Regions from separate parts of the Gossypium raimondii genome. Here region 1 is linked to region 2. The links are chromatin contacts, called in public Hi-C maps. All regions are on one chromosome and are shown on one strand. The core of a region is the stretch at or near the end of the contact, and the rest is flanking DNA. Distances in the headings are between cores, read along the strand shown. Region 1 holds the start of LOC105772915 (DNA repair protein recA homolog 3, mitochondrial). Region 2 holds the start of LOC105773815 (zinc finger CCCH domain-containing protein 64).

Region 1 (3,599 bases), core at 55-2,554, 160 kb after region 2:
TAAAAGATGACACTACATTAAGCACTGCGCTTTACAGTACAGCTGACTTGTTTCAATTAAAAATCATTATAGAATTCAAACATTTATTAATCTAATAAAAATCCCATGACAAAGCACTCTTCTACAATCACATTCAGATGATTACCTGAATTAAAATTCTACTCAAAAACCAAAACGTGATTTAAAACATAGAAATAGAATACCAGATACCCAAATAACAATATTTGAGTACCGACATTCAAATTGAAGCTTTTCAATGGAATTTCAGTTACCTTTAGAAGAAAAGTTACACAGCTGAGAAGATGACCTTAACACCCCTCCCCTACAAACCTGCAAAAAGGAAAAAAGAGAACAGTTGATTCACGGCTTCATATATTTTTTTTTTTCTACTGTTCCTAAACTACCATTTTTTTATATAAAAAAATGAACATAGTGCAAGACAATCAGATTAAACATGAGAAAAACAAAGGATATGAAGTTATGGAAGAAAATAAAGAAAAGGGTAAGGTTTTTAAAACCTGTGGAGCGAAGAGAGAACGTTTAAGAGATGAAACATTTCGAAGAAAGGTGGCCATAGCATGCAAGGGAAAGGAGCTTGGTTTAGAAGTATAAGATGTGGGAAAAGAAGAACAAACTAGTTGTGATTAGATGTTACTTAATACCATGGATTAAAAAGGGAGGAAAGAAATGGAAAGACAAACAGACAGACACTGAGCTCTGCTGCTGTGGATCTGAGATGTTAGGGTTTGAGTTTCCCTCCTTTTTGAGATTTGCACTACAGTGGTTAGGTACCCACCACGGGCGGGGGGGTGGGAGCCTGCTGGGCCTCCAGGGAATTTTAATCAAATTTGGTGTTCCTATTATATTATATTATATTTTGTTGTATTATATTCCGTTTGATATATTTTAATCATTTTATCATTAATATCGTTAAAAAACGGTTAATTAATGAGATTTTTTTCTATGAAGTTGAGCTGGATTTTTTTAAAAATAACAAAAATAATGACATATAAATATGAACAAAGGCATAATACTTAAAACAGTGAAATAAATCTAATTTTTTCAAACAAAATCTACAGTAATCGTAGAAAGGGCTGCGACAGATGTTTTATTTTGTATTATTTTTGCAGCCATAATTTTTTGAAGTTGCAAGAACATTAGAAATAAAATTGAAGATCCATGGAAATACCATGCGACCATAATTGCTGCCGTCCAACCACAAGCCATGCGCAACAGAACTTGGTATATAAAAGGTATATAAAAAATAACTTTAATCAGACTGGCCATTAAATAATTGATAACAAGCTATCACAAGAACTTAAAGAGTTTCTGGAAACATTAAACATTAAAACAAAATCCCAAAACATCTTAGAGTACCATTACCAGACCATCCTACCAAACCAACAGACCAAAAAGGATAAAACGACTGTAGAAACCAATCATACTCATAGCAATAACATAAAACTGTAGAAATAAATAACCACCAAAACTGCAAACCCTCCCTTTCTCCCGCTTCTTCCAATCAAAATCTTATAAACCACACTCAACGGCAGCAATTAATTTCTACTGCTGCTTGCATTCCGGAGGCCTCTCACCTTGCTGCCCATCCCCTACTGCTTTACCACTCTTCTGCGATACACAACGAACATAATTAAGAATAAATTTTCAATAGAAGGGCCAAAAGAGAGACCTAAATGATATGGAATTGGTGTACCTTATGAGCAGACTGCAGCACATTTTCAAGCAATATGCAAGAAACAAAAGAAATATTAGCATCACTTCAGATTTTGAACAAACAATTGAGCACACATTATAACACACCCTAAAATTAGCATCTCATACCTTCTTTTTGGTCTTACTTCCTTCGTCAGCATCCTCATCGTCAGCATCCTCATCCTCATCCTCTTCCTCATCATCCTCTTCCTCCTCCTCATCATCATCATCGTCATCTTCTTCATCGTCATCTATATCAAGCTCATCTCCCTGGATAGCTTCTCCTGTAAACCATGACACAGCATGTGGAATAATCTTGTCTCGAATTGTTGATCTGCAAAAAGAAACAGATAGCATAAAATAAGTAGGTATTTCAAATACATGTAACAATGATTAATGACGTCTCACTCAATGACTAGAGTAAGAAGAAAAGAGAACACACCCGATGTCATAATCTTGTTCCATTTGATTTTGTAGCTCCTCAGCCTGTGCAAGAAAGTAAAAACAATTGGAATAGCAGAAGAAATGTAATCAATCATCCATGTTTATATAGATCTGGTGAGGTTGGGCTTACAGTATCTTCATCAATGTCTTCATCATCCTCAGGAACTTGAGGAGGATTGAAGAAGTTGAAGAAACTTTCACACTCCTCTGTTTTAGTGATTGGCTTGGCATTCTTTGAACCCTTCTTAGGCTTCTTTTTAAGAAGCTTTTGCGTTAAGCATTTTCCAGGATACCATTCAATTTCAGTCCTACAAATTAGGTGCAAAGAAGTTTTAGTTAAAAGAAGTAAGAACCTCCAGTAATCTGGACATATTTAACAATCCAATAGGGAATTCTCTAAAAGGATAGGTAATAGTATTTACCCAATTGCTTTCTCAAGAATAGGTTCATCTTCATCAATCATGAGATATGTCTTTGTCAGCACAGTATTCTTGAAATAAGGATTGGTGTCAAAGTAAAACTCAAGCTTGAATCCTTTGGGTTCCTCTACCCTGTACCACTTAATATCCTTGAGATACTTGAGAGCTCCTTCATCACGCTCAGTGATCTGGTTCCAAACACAAAGGATGTAGAGATAAGCTTAACCATTTCCAACCAAAAAAACAAAAAGAGTTATAAAAATAATAGTAATTGGATACTCACCTCATCAGAGAGCACTTCATTATTTTTCATTGCAGTAAGCCAAAAATCAGGCACCCCTTTCTCTGCATAAAGCATAATTTTATAAACATCGTCCACAGAAAGAAAGGTGCATATGGGAAAAGAAATGACTCAATAAGATCATACCTTCAGCATCCTTTTCCTCTCCTTGGTCCTTGGCAGCTTCATTTGCTGTTCCTTCAGCATCAGCAAGGCCATTCACAATATCATATCGCTACAAAAATAAGGTAATAAGTCAGCTGAATGGCGACAGTAACTGATTAGCCAATAACTAAAGCAAAATTGAAAATGCAAACCTTAGCATACAAGGGTTGATATAGTTTTTGATATTTAGCTTCAAGTGCTGCCCTCTCCTCAAAAAACTTAGCCTCCAATTCATCATGTTGGCTCTGTTAAAAAAAATAGGGATCAAAAATGGCATTCCCCTTCCAACCACTTTGCAGCTAAAATAAATAAAAGTTAGATTACAACAATCTAAATCAATCTAGATGGGAACGGAAAGTAGCTGCATAGCAAGAACAATGAACTTTCTACCCTACCAAAAGTAAATCCAATAAAAATGTGCATAGATGATCTTAGAAATTCAACACATTAACAACCCCATACATCCAATATACTCCAGTTTCTTAACCATAATAGAGTAGACCCCGCTACAAAAACAACTAAACCATCAGTGATATCAGAATAAAACTTAACAGAGTATCGAAAAAGCTTAGGGAGAA
Region 2 (3,925 bases), core at 829-3,328:
TGTAAAAACCTCACTGAATACAACAAATACTCAGTATATAAGAAAGTCACACCTGTTTCTCTTTATTCCCAACAGATGCAAGACCCAAGAACCGAGTTACATGTACAGCATCAACATTACAATAAGGTTCACGAGCATAATATGCACCCTTAGTACCTGCAATGTGATAGCTAACAGGGAGAACAACCATTAGCGAAAGAAAAGAAACAACTTAACTAACAGTAAATAAAATAAAGAAGCATAATTCCGATAGGGTTGTAAAGTCATTATCGCTTCTAAGGTATCAGTCTTTCACGAGAAAAACTGCTCTGAAAATGGCCACATTGAGATGTCTAAGCGGATTGGCACATCACTCTCGATTTTTCCAGCCAATAGAAAATGCTAGTGACTATCAAATTCGCCCTAAAATCTTTCCTTCCAGTGAACATTTCTTTGCACTTCAGACTGAACCATTATTGCATATTCTATAGTTTCAGATATTTCATGAAAATGAAATTCAACTCCTAACATTACAAGGCAGTACTTGAGGTGGTTAAATACATACAACAAACAGCATCTGACCATTAAATTGTTGTTCTGAAAGGGGATGGTAAGATTGGACTAGAGATATTTCAAATGAGAGGAGATATGGATCTCACTAAAAGCTTGAGCCTTTTACAATATCAAGATGTCTAAAAGTCTAAGATAAGCTTTCATTTGATAGTAGAACACTGAGTCTTGGACACACAACAAGCCAGAGATGTCAAAAAAGCAGAATATAGTTCAAAGTATCAAATGTATCTTTCATTTCTAACATATCACTAAGTGTATGGCCTTAGAACATGAACAATATAAGGATTAATGTACCTGACTCGATAATTTTTCTATTAACATCGAGTTGGGTTCTGTCATTAGTCATTTCAACTTGAAGTCGTTGTGAGATAAGAGTCATCATTAAATACTAATTTGAACAAGAACCATAAAATAAACATTCATGGTCATGGAAACAGCATCATATATCTGACAAGAAGCATAAAAACTGTATATTTGAGAATTGGATGCACCAAGTAATGCAAAACCTTCAAACATCACGTACCGTGGTTTGATCTCTGCAACTAGTTGGGAGACAGTGGAATCACCGCCAGAAGAATCTGAGATTCCTGCAGGGATATCTGATGCAGTGGCTCTATTTGTGATACCACTTGGCCATTCATTAGTAAAAACTAATTAAGGAATTCAAAATAAACAACCTAAAAGCGAATCAAATTTAAAATTAAAGTCTCGATGCCTATCAAAGCAAAGGATATCTTAAAAAGAAATCAACTATTCCAGGTTCCTCAGCGAATGCTCGTAGCGTGTCAATGTCAATTTGACTATATGTTCCAAACTGTTGACCATTAGACAACTGCCTACCGGATAAGTAAGCCACAGACAAACCTAAATATAAGCACAAAAAATCAGATATGATAGAAAATTTTCACATGCACTTTCTAGCCTAATTACGTATACTTTCTCAGTAACCAAACAAAGACTACTTAAAAGAAGTTTAAAAAAAAAAATTACCATGGAAAGTGAACATCCCGCTGCCTTTTAACCAAAACAAATTGTCGCAAACCTTGAAACCGTCCATTTTGAAACCTTGGTTAGCGGAATTCCTCGAAACAGCCGACAAAACCTTGGGTGCACCAACTCCGTAATCGCCAATGAAGTAAGTCGGGAGAGGAACTTGGGCCCTGCCTTCAACGTAGTCCATTAATTCATCAAGCCGATCTGGTTCATCGGGGAAGAACTGACCCACGCAAAAAAGAGCATCGAAAGGACCCGCTGATTTGTTTACCTGAAAAAATATAATCGTTTTTTAGCTCCCCGAAGTTCAAAAAAAAAAAAAAGCAAACCCTAACAGAAACATGGAGAAATCTAAAAAATAAATGAAATGAAAGAAACTTACAGAGTTGACTCGCTTGAAGAGCTGGTTGAGACGGCCTAAAACGTCCCCGCATAGTAGAATTCTGGGCGAAGCCATGAGAGAGGAAGAGAGAGACCGTTGTGGGGTGAACGCCGGAAGCCGCGTTCTCTGAAATGAAAGATTGAAGCCCGGGAACTTGGGCTTATGCGGAAAGTCTCAAATGGTCCCAGCCGTGCGGCCCATATTTTCTGGGCTCAAATATACTCGAGAGTTAATAGTGTTGTTATAATTAAACTAAAATTGATGGTCTGAGAGGACTGCACCCTCACTTTAATCTTACATTTTTCTCTCTTTCTCCATTTTACTTTCTGCTTCAATAACTTCGTATTTTCGAATGCAAAATACTTTATATAAATTTTAAAATAATAATTTTATAATAAGCTAATTACGTTATTATCAACACAATTTTAGTCTTGATTTAAAAATGTTTTAATCAATTTTCATTTACATGTGCTAATTAAGTAAACCCGTTTAATAAATATATTATTTATAATTTATTAAAATTTAAAATAAGTTATAAGTACAATTATATTAAAAATTAATATATATTTTATAATTTTACAATATTTCGTTGTATTTAAATCCAAATATATAATTTTAATGTCGTTGCTGCCCATCTCACTAAAACTAACGATTAATTTTAACAGAAAGATGAAAAGTTACACTAGTAGCCCTTGATTTGTTTTTGGTTCAATTTTGTTTTTATTCATCCTAATTTATACAATTTTTGTTTTGAAAGTTGGCTTTGTCAAATTTAAATATATTATATGTAATATAAATATAAATTTAATAATTATAGAAAGTAAAGATAGATATTATTATATAAGATTTATTTTTATAAAAAGATTATGTATATTTTATTAGTTAATATGAATATATATTTTAAAGTAATGTTTCTATTATTTAAACACTTAATATTATTTAACTATGATTTAACATTAATTTAAATTTATTATTTAATATAAATATGAGTTTAATCTTTTGTTTTTATTATATATACAATTATTTAATCCAGTTCAATTTGATGGTGATTTTCTACTTCCATCTCACCGGATGTAATCCAAAGTTCAAAACAAATATATCCTAATGCTTCACGAATTAAAACAATCTTTCAGAGCAGTATTCACATTCAGATTGCGAGGCTGCAGTATTTCATTCTAGATGTTGACGTGGAAGGCTATCATATGTAGAGGGTTTTCTTCATTATACAGTGTCTGATGTATTGTTCACTTTCATGGTATCAACTGTAATTGTTGTATGGCAAGGGTTAGGACTGTGTAATTTGGCGTAATTGTAGGGTTAACAATAATTAATCATGTGATCATTATGACTATATATTTTCTCATCTGATTCTCCCGCACTGCACTGTGAATGCAGACACAGTTGAAGGAAAGCAGGTGTTTTGGAGAATTTTCAATTCAAAAGATCAAATCAGGGAGCTAACTAATTTCACCATTTGGCCAGCTCTTTGCAAGCTTTGGCATTACTGTCTTCCACCTTTTTTGCATCATATGCTTCACATCATCATCATCAGACATGCCTAACCTTTTGTTTCACTTGTTACCATATCGAAACAGCTCAAAGCATGTTTGTGACAGCTCTCCCTTGAATGAGCTAGCTGCTCATGTTCAAATATCTCAAACTACTTCCCAATAAGTTCAACATTGTCAACACCCAAGTCTTCTTCCAGTTGTTTTATGACATTTCATTTTATTTCCTTTTGTCCCATCCCATCTGTTGCGAATCACATTATAAACTCTTTTGAAATGATGTTATTTTAATATCTCAAAAGCACCCATTTTTTTCTGCTATATGTGAAGATCTTAAGGGTTCAACTTCATCCATCATTATTCCCAACAGGGAAAATGACACTTATTCTGCAATTATGCATATAATACTAAAAAGTTATGCATTTTGAGTTATGGAACAATCTTGTTAGAAAACTAGCATTATAGTAAGCACCATATTAATTTTATTCTC

Evidence for each region. A called contact is a pair of places that touch in the nucleus more often than the background predicts.
Region 1: a Hi-C map of leaf shows a contact between it and region 2, with 1.8 times the contacts expected there. The contact joins the promoter of LOC105772915 here to the promoter of LOC105773815 in region 2. A contact is called at or near these places in 2 of 2 Hi-C or Micro-C datasets (both in leaf).

The regions. Positions count from the first base shown.
Region 1 is chr6:12,381,933-12,385,531 of ASM2569854v1, forward strand. LOC105772915 (DNA repair protein recA homolog 3, mitochondrial) reads right to left here and starts at 1,305. Exons shown (of 8, transcript XM_052632400.1): 1 at 1,190-1,305; 2 at 273-330. The coding sequence starts at 1,192. It overlaps LOC105772916 (nucleosome assembly protein 1;2), which reads right to left. Exons shown (of 12, transcript XM_012594414.2): 4 at 3,174-3,266; 5 at 3,004-3,091; 6 at 2,860-2,921; 7 at 2,580-2,764; 8 at 2,288-2,465; 9 at 2,156-2,199; 10 at 1,843-2,047; 11 at 1,715-1,726; 12 at 1,259-1,629. The coding sequence ends at 1,564.
Region 2 is chr6:12,219,610-12,223,534 of ASM2569854v1, forward strand. It overlaps LOC105773815 (zinc finger CCCH domain-containing protein 64), which reads right to left and starts at 2,079. Exons shown (of 11, transcript XR_001127171.2): 1 at 1,928-2,079; 2 at 1,543-1,816; 3 at 1,287-1,416; 4 at 1,076-1,195; 5 at 53-170.